Regions from separate parts of the Mus musculus genome. Here region 1 is linked to region 2. A link is a contact called in public HiChIP or PLAC-seq data. All regions are on one chromosome and are shown on one strand. Each heading gives the region's core, a stretch centred on a gene start, on an enhancer-like site or on the middle of the called end of the contact. The rest is flanking DNA. Distances are from core to core; before and after follow the strand shown. Region 1 overlaps Mroh1 (maestro heat-like repeat family member 1). Region 2 holds the start of Mroh1 (maestro heat-like repeat family member 1).

Region 1 (3,750 bases), core at 1,099-3,598, 48 kb before region 2:
AGACAGCCTGGCCTTAGAGAAGGGGACAGCTCTGAGTTCCCCAGCTGTGTGGTTCTGATAGGCAATGTCCCTAGAGCTCAAGGGTCCCCAGTGCTGCAGGGGTTAGAGAAACATTTGAAAATGTCCCTAAAGTTCACATGTCCCCAGAGCAGCAGTGTTCAAAGACAGAAACCCTTGGGAAGTGACTAGTTCATCAACGCACTAACCCATTACGACTCATAACAGTGGCAGAATTACAGTTATGAAATAGCAATGAAAATTACTTTATGGTTAGGGGTCAGCACAACATGAGGAACTGCATTAAAGGATCGCAGCACGAGGAAGGCAGAGAGCCACAGAAACGAACTCTTTGAAGGATTCAAAGCAGCACGGGTCTAGAGGTAGGTAAGTGTGCTCTTGGCTCCTGTGAAGGGAGAAGCTCTCTTCACCGGCCCCTCCACCATGCCCGGCCTGCACAACCTCTGAAACTAGGAGACAGACTACTTCTTCCTCCTTAAAGTTGATTTCCTCAAGTATTTCGTCATAGCAACAGAAAGCTGATCACCACAGAACCTTGCCACTGAGAACTCTCATTACCCACAGCTAGAGGAACAGCACTCCAATCAGCTAGGGCTTCTGGGAGGCCCTCAGTGGGAGGAGAGCTCAGGCCCAGAGGAGGAATGGAGGATACAAAGCCTGAGGGAACCCAGCCCTAGCCTTCATCTTGAGAGAGAGCAGAGGGCAGGAACCCACCCTACCACAGCCATGAAAAGTGGGGCAGCCACAGACAGGTATCTACTCACAAGGACACTGTTCTGGGTAATGACCGTCTTACCTTAAAAATGCTAAAGATGCCGGTGGACTTCCTAAACACGTCTGACCTCACAAAGTCCTCCAGCTGTGCTAGAGTGTCCTCAAGGTGGGTAATGGCACAGATCCCAAAGCAACAGGCCAGGCCCTGGGGAGGTGCACGGGTGTGCTCACACTTGGGCACAGTGGCCCACCTGCCCACACGCTGTGTGGGGAGGAGTGTATATCCACACGTACACAAAGTTCCACACACACATAAACCTGAAGGCACACAAATACACGCGGACATCCGTGAGGAAGCAAGCAGTGTGCCTCACGTGCAAGCATGCATGTACCTATGTGCTCACAGCACACGTGGCTAGCTCAGAGCGGCAGATGAACACGGCCTCACAGCCCCGGGCACTGGGGACTACCTACCTCCTGCTCTGCCTCCTCTTGATATCTGGCTGTCTCCAGCAGCTCTCGGAGGTGTTTCCTCACCACCTCCTTACTTGAAGCAGCACCCAGCGTGGTTCCAATGCACTTATACAGGAAGTTCTGGAACACAGGGAGAGAACACAGATGAACCTGACTCCTGAGCAGACAGACACTTGCACTGTGGTGGGTACTGCTAATGGATAGCTGTATCCTTTCCTCCTTTTTGGTTTTTTTGATATATGGTTTCTGTATGTGGCCCCAGCTGTCCTGGAACTAGCTGTGTAGACCAGGTTGGACTTGATCTCATAGATCCGCCTACCTCTCAAGTATTTGGGGTTAAACGTGGGCACCACTACACCCGGCCCCTTGGAGAGGAAGCTGTATTTCAAGCAGGACATAGGAAGGGTCCTGCATGAGGAGGTGAGACCCAGGCTGTGTCTGAGGAACAGTGAGCAGGCAGCTGTCCCCCATCCCCCAGCTGTTAACTGCAGCGAGGAGCCTCCTGACCCTGCTTGCTTTTTAAGTGGCTTGGCCAGGGTTGCCAGAGTCAGGAGACAAAGACACAGACAGGCGAGATCAAAGACACAAAGCATGGGAGCTGGGGACTGTGCAGAGATCCCCATCCCCAGCTAGCTTGTCTCAGGCACCTTCTCCTGAGGAGTCCCACTGTAAGAGGGCAGTTGCTTGCACATCTCTTGGCTCAGCTGGCAGATCCAGATGTTGTCAGATACTACGGCCAGGGTGTCTCGCAGGAACTGAGGGGGGAGAGCATTGGTGAGGCCTGAGGCAGGGCCTTGACACGTGATAACCTTATGGTGACTCCTGTTGGTAAGTGGCCTTTGAAGGTGGGTAGCTATGAGGCAGGCTGAAGCACAAGTGGCTCTGAACTCGGCTGGGGACGGGGAAGGAGGGAAAAGCCCTTTCTGTGCCCAGGATGAGCAAAAGTCCCTCCCATTTGGTGCTGAGTGACAGAAGGTACAATATCCTGCCAGGGACATCTGAGACCAGCCACCATCCTTACCCCAAACTCCCCCCACCACTGAGCCCATCCCCTAGTCACACCACCAGATGAAGTTGGATAACAACAAGCCCCTTGGAAGGCACAATACACTGGTCCAACATTTGCTGCCCTGGCCCTCTGTGCCCAGGCCCAGAATGTCCCAAAAAGGCACAGACAGGCCCTTGGCCTTCTGCTCCATCTCTCACCATTAGAAGCTTTTCTTCCCACTCCTTCAGTGACAGGCTTTCCTCGGTGTGCTCTGAAATGACCAATAAGCCCACTGGCTGGGGTCCTGCCAGGCAGGCTCATTCCAACATGCACTAGGTGGGCCCTCCTTGTCTCTGGGAATTCCCAGAAGGAACGCAGAAACCAGTCAGGCCACAGTCACACCCCCTTCCCTTGTGAGCCATCCAGGCCCTTTCTTAGATTACAGCTTGGATCGTTTCTTTCAACCCGAACGGCATACTGGGTGCTAGTGGGGTCAGGGGTGGCTAAGGGGCTCCTGAGCCTCACAGGCCTCACCATCCAGGTACTCCAGCAGCATGGGCATGGTTGTCTCCCACCGCTGGCCCAGGAAAGGGTGGATATTCTGATGCATAACCTTCAGGAGGCGCAGGGAGGCCGCTCCACGCCCATCTCCCAGGTAGGGATTAGAAGACACAACCTGAAGGAGAGGAAGGAAGGGGGTCGCCTAAGCATGGAGCCGCCTGCCATCTCCTGGCCACAGTGCCCAACCTGGGGACCAGCTTCCCAGGGGTGAAGGGAAAACCAGCAAACACGGGGGCAAGGAATGCCAATGAGACGGTGGCAAGGGTCAGGCTTGCCACAGAGCTGACAGGGACTCTGGGGCCGAGAGGCCACTCTTCTATCAGAGTAAGCTCGGTCACGCTGACACCTACGAGAATGTCCCATGAAGGACAGTGTCAGCCCGTGTGCTGAGACACAGTAACAGACCCGTTGCTTACCAGCAGTCGTGTGGTCATAGCGAAGGGAGACGGGAGGTTTGCTGGACAAGAAACATGGAAACAGTTACAAGGCAGGGATAGGATAAAAGATGGGACCATAGGCACAAGCAGGCAGCTGGGGTGGGACAGCATGCGAAAGCAGCTGGGGGTGGGGTGGGGTGGGGTAGGGGGGTGTCAGCAGCAGGGGCAGGGCAAGGGCAAGGCAGAGAGCTGAGAGAGGACGAGGTGTAAGGGCATCATGGCGTCGGTGGGGTCAGCCAGGGGCACGGTGGTTGGGCCTCCACACCATTCGCGTTGTACTGGATGAGGAAATCATCTGCCCCAGCCTCCTGCCTCTTCAGGGCTAAGTGCACAAGGCTCCTGCAGAGCGGGGTGAGGGCCGCAGTGAAGCGCACCGGGGTGAGGAACTCGAGGAGGTAGGGCCAGAGAACCTGAAGGACAGAGGGCCACGGTCTGTGGACTGCAAGCAGGTGGGCACGGCCTCCGGGGCAGTAGAGATGTCAGAACTGGATCTCCACTGCTATACAGGAGCCGGGTAGCTTGAGAGGGGCCGATGCTAAGACAGACAGTGTGTCCGGC
Region 2 (3,657 bases), core at 777-3,276:
TCCACCAAGAATATGATTTCTCAAATAAGCCACGTGGAACTGGGCTTCCATGCAAACCCCTGAAGCAAGGGGGACCCTGCAGGCCCGGGAAGAAAGCACCATCCAGCCAGGCGCTCGGAAGGCAGAGGCAGGCAGATTTCTGAGTTCGAGGCCAGCCTGGTCTACAAAGTGAGTTCCAGGACAGCCAGGGCTATACAGAGAAACCCTGTCTCGAAACACCCCCCCCCCCAAAAAGAAAGCACCATCCCTATGACATTCAGCAGCCAAGTGATCACAAGAGCCGCAGAAACCCTTCCAGTGTTATGTCCCAAAGTGGATCGAGCTGTGTACCCTGACGCCAGCAAGGATGTCTTCTGACTTCAAAACAACTTAGCTCAACAAAAAGCCATTGGGAGGCCTGGAGTTGCTCGTCAGACAACAGCAATCCTGCTTCTCACCTGGGCCTCTGAGAACCGTAGGAAAGAAAACTAAACACAAACATCTCCAACCCCACACACAGGTGACCGGGAACTGAGACAAGCACAGGTCAACAGGTCCCACCTCTGGCCTCTGGAGTCCCTTGACAGTCACCTCTGAGGGAGGGAGATATGACAAGATGCAGGTTTGAGTAAGGCTGCCTGCCTGGACATCCGTTTCAAGTTAATGAAGGCGGCCAGGCCTCAGCCATCGACTTTGACAGTAGAGCCCAGAAAGACATTCCTCATTCGAGCCACACATCTCAGCCTAAGGCCTAAGAGTAGAGCCTGCTGGCAGAAGCATCTCCCCGGCCTGCAGGTGCAGAGACTGCACAGCCAGCCAAGTCATAAACACAGGCTCCACAGGAATATCCCACAACCAGTGGTTTGCATAGGATCTCTGCTCTGGTGCCCCATCAACCCTGTGTCTGCTGGGGGTCTCCATCTAGATGACCATGGCCAACCAAGTCTAACAGAGCAGCTAAGACTTAACCCTTCACCTTCACCCCTGCCCTGCTCCACCTACCTACTTCCTGAATTTTTTTAATTTTACCATTTAATTAACTAGGTCGCAGGCTGTTCCTCCATTTCTACTACCATCCCCTTCCTTCCAAAGAGTTTCCTGCCTCCAACCAAGACTAGCCCCTCAAAGTTAGCCTCTGCCTTAACAGTAACTCCAGCTCACAGCCCCAGGTCTCCAGATGCCGCCCTCTATCCCTCTCCCGCAGGTCCTTATGCTTACTCACTGCACTTGAGTTTACGGTTCCATCCATTACCTTGAGCTCTGTACAGGGTAGAGCAGAGTCTTGCTGCATAACTGCACTGACTTGGTTGGAAAATTGGAATCCCAAACCTGGAGTGTCAGCCCTGGCTCCACCTCACCTAGCTCTCACCTTGCCTGAATTCTATACTCTGAGAGTTTTGTGGCCTTCTCCCTGGGGCCAGCAATCCTCGTGACTCTGGACAAATCACTTTCCTGCTCTACACCGCCTCCTTTAATCCGCAACGAGAATACAGAAAGACGAGTGGCTGCGGTGCGGTGAGCACTCGCTTTGCAAGTCCCTGAATTAAGGCTCAGTTTTATGAAAGAGACAGAAATGCCGGTAGCCCAGTTGCGGAGGTCAAAGACCTGAACACGTAGCCCCTACCCCGCAAAGGACCAGGGTCTTGAGTCACCGAGTTCCCGGAAGGGACTAGGACATGGATCACGCGACCCACGAGACAGCAGGGACAGGGACCAGGGACCACGCGCCGATGTCTGACAAGTCAGAATTGAATCGCAAGCTCCGAGATCCCTTCCAGGTGTAAGATGCGAAGCCGGGCCCGCTGGGCACACCTGAGATCTCCCAGCACCTCCTGGCACCGGCCCGCTGACCTTGGGGAGGCGCCCCTTGACACAGCTTCTCTTGCTGCTGGCAGATGGGGAGGCCCCTAGGCTCTCTGGTCCAAGTTCCTCAAAGGGTGCCTGGCCCCCACCACCAAAGATGAGCCTTAACAAGCCGTTTACCTGAGGAGCCGCCGCCGCCGCCACGGCCCGGGCGCCGCCCTCTATGCCCCAAGCGTCTCAGAGTAGGCGGAGCAGCGCCCCAAGCCCATCCCCGCAGCCCTCTGGCCAACTGCGGCCTGGCGCGCGGCAATTTGGCCCCGCCTCCGTGCGATCTCCACACTCATTGGTCAGAGTTCTGTCCCTCACGTTAACTCCGCCCACTCTCCGCTCCATGGAGCGCCTAGGTACACCTACTTCTTCCTGTTCTCTGCTGGGTACCCCAGCGGTCCGGTGACCATTTCACAAGACAAGTGTGAGTACTGCTGCTGCGCCAGACGCCGTCTGCGCAAGCGCTGTTCTCGAGAGTATTCGGACTCGGCCTCCAACTGCAGAAAACTCCACCAGGCGGGACCGGTGGCGCACTCCTTTAATCCCAGCACTGGAGAGGCAGAGGCAGGTGGATCCTTATGAATTCGAGGCCATCCTGGTCTACATAGTGAGTTCTAGGACAGTCTGGGATAAAAAGTGAGACCCTATCTCGGGAAGAAAACAAAAATAAAAAAAACAAAACAAAACAACAACCCAGCTGTCACGGACACACACAAGGTATTGTCATTGTTGTACATTGGTCACACACTAAACGCCTAAAACTACCCCAAACCCCTAAATGTACACATGGCCATGCCCAACAGAGGTACATGTCCAACCTATCAACAAGACATTGGGAATCAAGATGATCATGTCCTAGCTACCTGGGCTGCTTGCTACCTACCACTGTTATTCCAGCTCCAGGAGCAGCTAAAGCCTCTAAGGCTGGAAAGAGGTGACTAAAAAAGTAAAAGTAAGCCATACTACAGGATAAACTTTGGGTTTGGTGCCAAGAAAGCAAGGTTAGATAAGAGAGTTGGGGACGATCATGCCAGGAAGACTTGGCACCTGCAAAGAACCAGAGGTTGCAATCACCCAGATGTGTGTAAACAAGAGAAAGTTGTGGGTAGAGTTCTGAAAGCAAAAGAACCAAGAACCTGTCAAAGGGGAAGCAGCTACCATGTATCTAGGCTGACAGCATCGTTGGATGTGGAAATTAAGCTGCTGCGGTTGAACCAGGTCAGAGGCAAACACACAGCCAATATTCTTTTTCCACGATGAGAAGGACTTGGATGAGTTCTACTGAGAGGATAGAGCCCAAGAGAGAAAAAGACAGGACAGGACTCTCTGAGTAAGAGAGTGAAGCATTTGGGGCTGGCAAAATGGCTCAGTGGTTAAGAGCGCCAACTGCTCTTTCGAAGGTCCAGAGTTCAGATCCCAGCAACCACACGGTGGCTCACAACCATCCATAACGAAATCTGATGCCCTCTTCTAGAGTGTCTGAAGACAGCTACAGTGTACTTACATATAATAAATAGATAAATCTAAAAGAAAAAAAAAAAGAGAGTGAAGCACTTTGTGGATGGGGTCATGGCCTAGGAAAATGCTAGAAAACAGAGAGAGGGGACTAACTTGGGTAGCTGCCAGGGAAGGAGGTCTTTTCCATGCTAACACACAGGAGCCCCCCCCCCGTTGCTCTCCCCCGCCCCCAGCCTGAAAAACCTTGCAGTGGACAGTGGCAGTGCTCTGGTTGGCCACATTCCAACAAGCCCTGCTGATCCTGTGCTCCACAGCACACAGCCCACAGCCCCCCCCCCCACGCCAAACATACAAGCTGCCCTGTATGTA

Evidence for each region. HiChIP or PLAC-seq counts read pairs in DNA pulled down with a chosen protein or histone mark.
Region 1: a contact with region 2 is called in an H3K4me3 HiChIP or PLAC-seq map of the SCID.adh cell line, with 31 read pairs. The contact joins the enhancer-like site here to the promoter of Mroh1 in region 2. A contact is called at or near these places in 21 of 39 promoter capture datasets (the 3T3-L1 cell line, 3T3-L1-derived adipocytes, the C10 cell line and 13 more), 6 of 484 Hi-C or Micro-C datasets (the HPC-7 cell line, embryonic fibroblasts, embryonic stem cells and 3 more), 9 of 115 datasets of contacts at active chromatin or transcription factors (the NIH/3T3 cell line, the SCID.adh cell line, T-cell acute lymphoblastic leukemia and 4 more) and 4 of 9 other capture datasets (adipose tissue, embryonic stem cells, liver and 1 more).

Annotation. Positions count from the first base shown.
Region 1 is chr15:76,427,364-76,431,113 of GRCm38.p6, reverse strand. Mroh1 (maestro heat-like repeat family member 1) reads right to left here. Exons shown (of 44, transcript NM_175457.4): 16 at 3,458-3,602; 17 at 3,172-3,212; 18 at 2,729-2,870; 19 at 2,413-2,465; 20 at 1,854-1,961; 21 at 1,207-1,326; 22 at 815-937. Among named protein-coding and RNA genes, the nearest start is that of Mir6954, 4.0 kb to the left of the region's middle. Within about 2 kb of position 2,348, at least 5 of the 459 cell types and tissues checked have an H3K27ac peak or open chromatin away from gene starts, as enhancers often do. A contact at or near this core is called in the SCID.adh cell line and T-cell acute lymphoblastic leukemia, where this site is marked.
Region 2 is chr15:76,378,882-76,382,538 of GRCm38.p6, reverse strand. Mroh1 (maestro heat-like repeat family member 1) reads right to left here and starts at 2,026. Exons shown (of 44, transcript NM_175457.4): 1 at 1,963-2,026.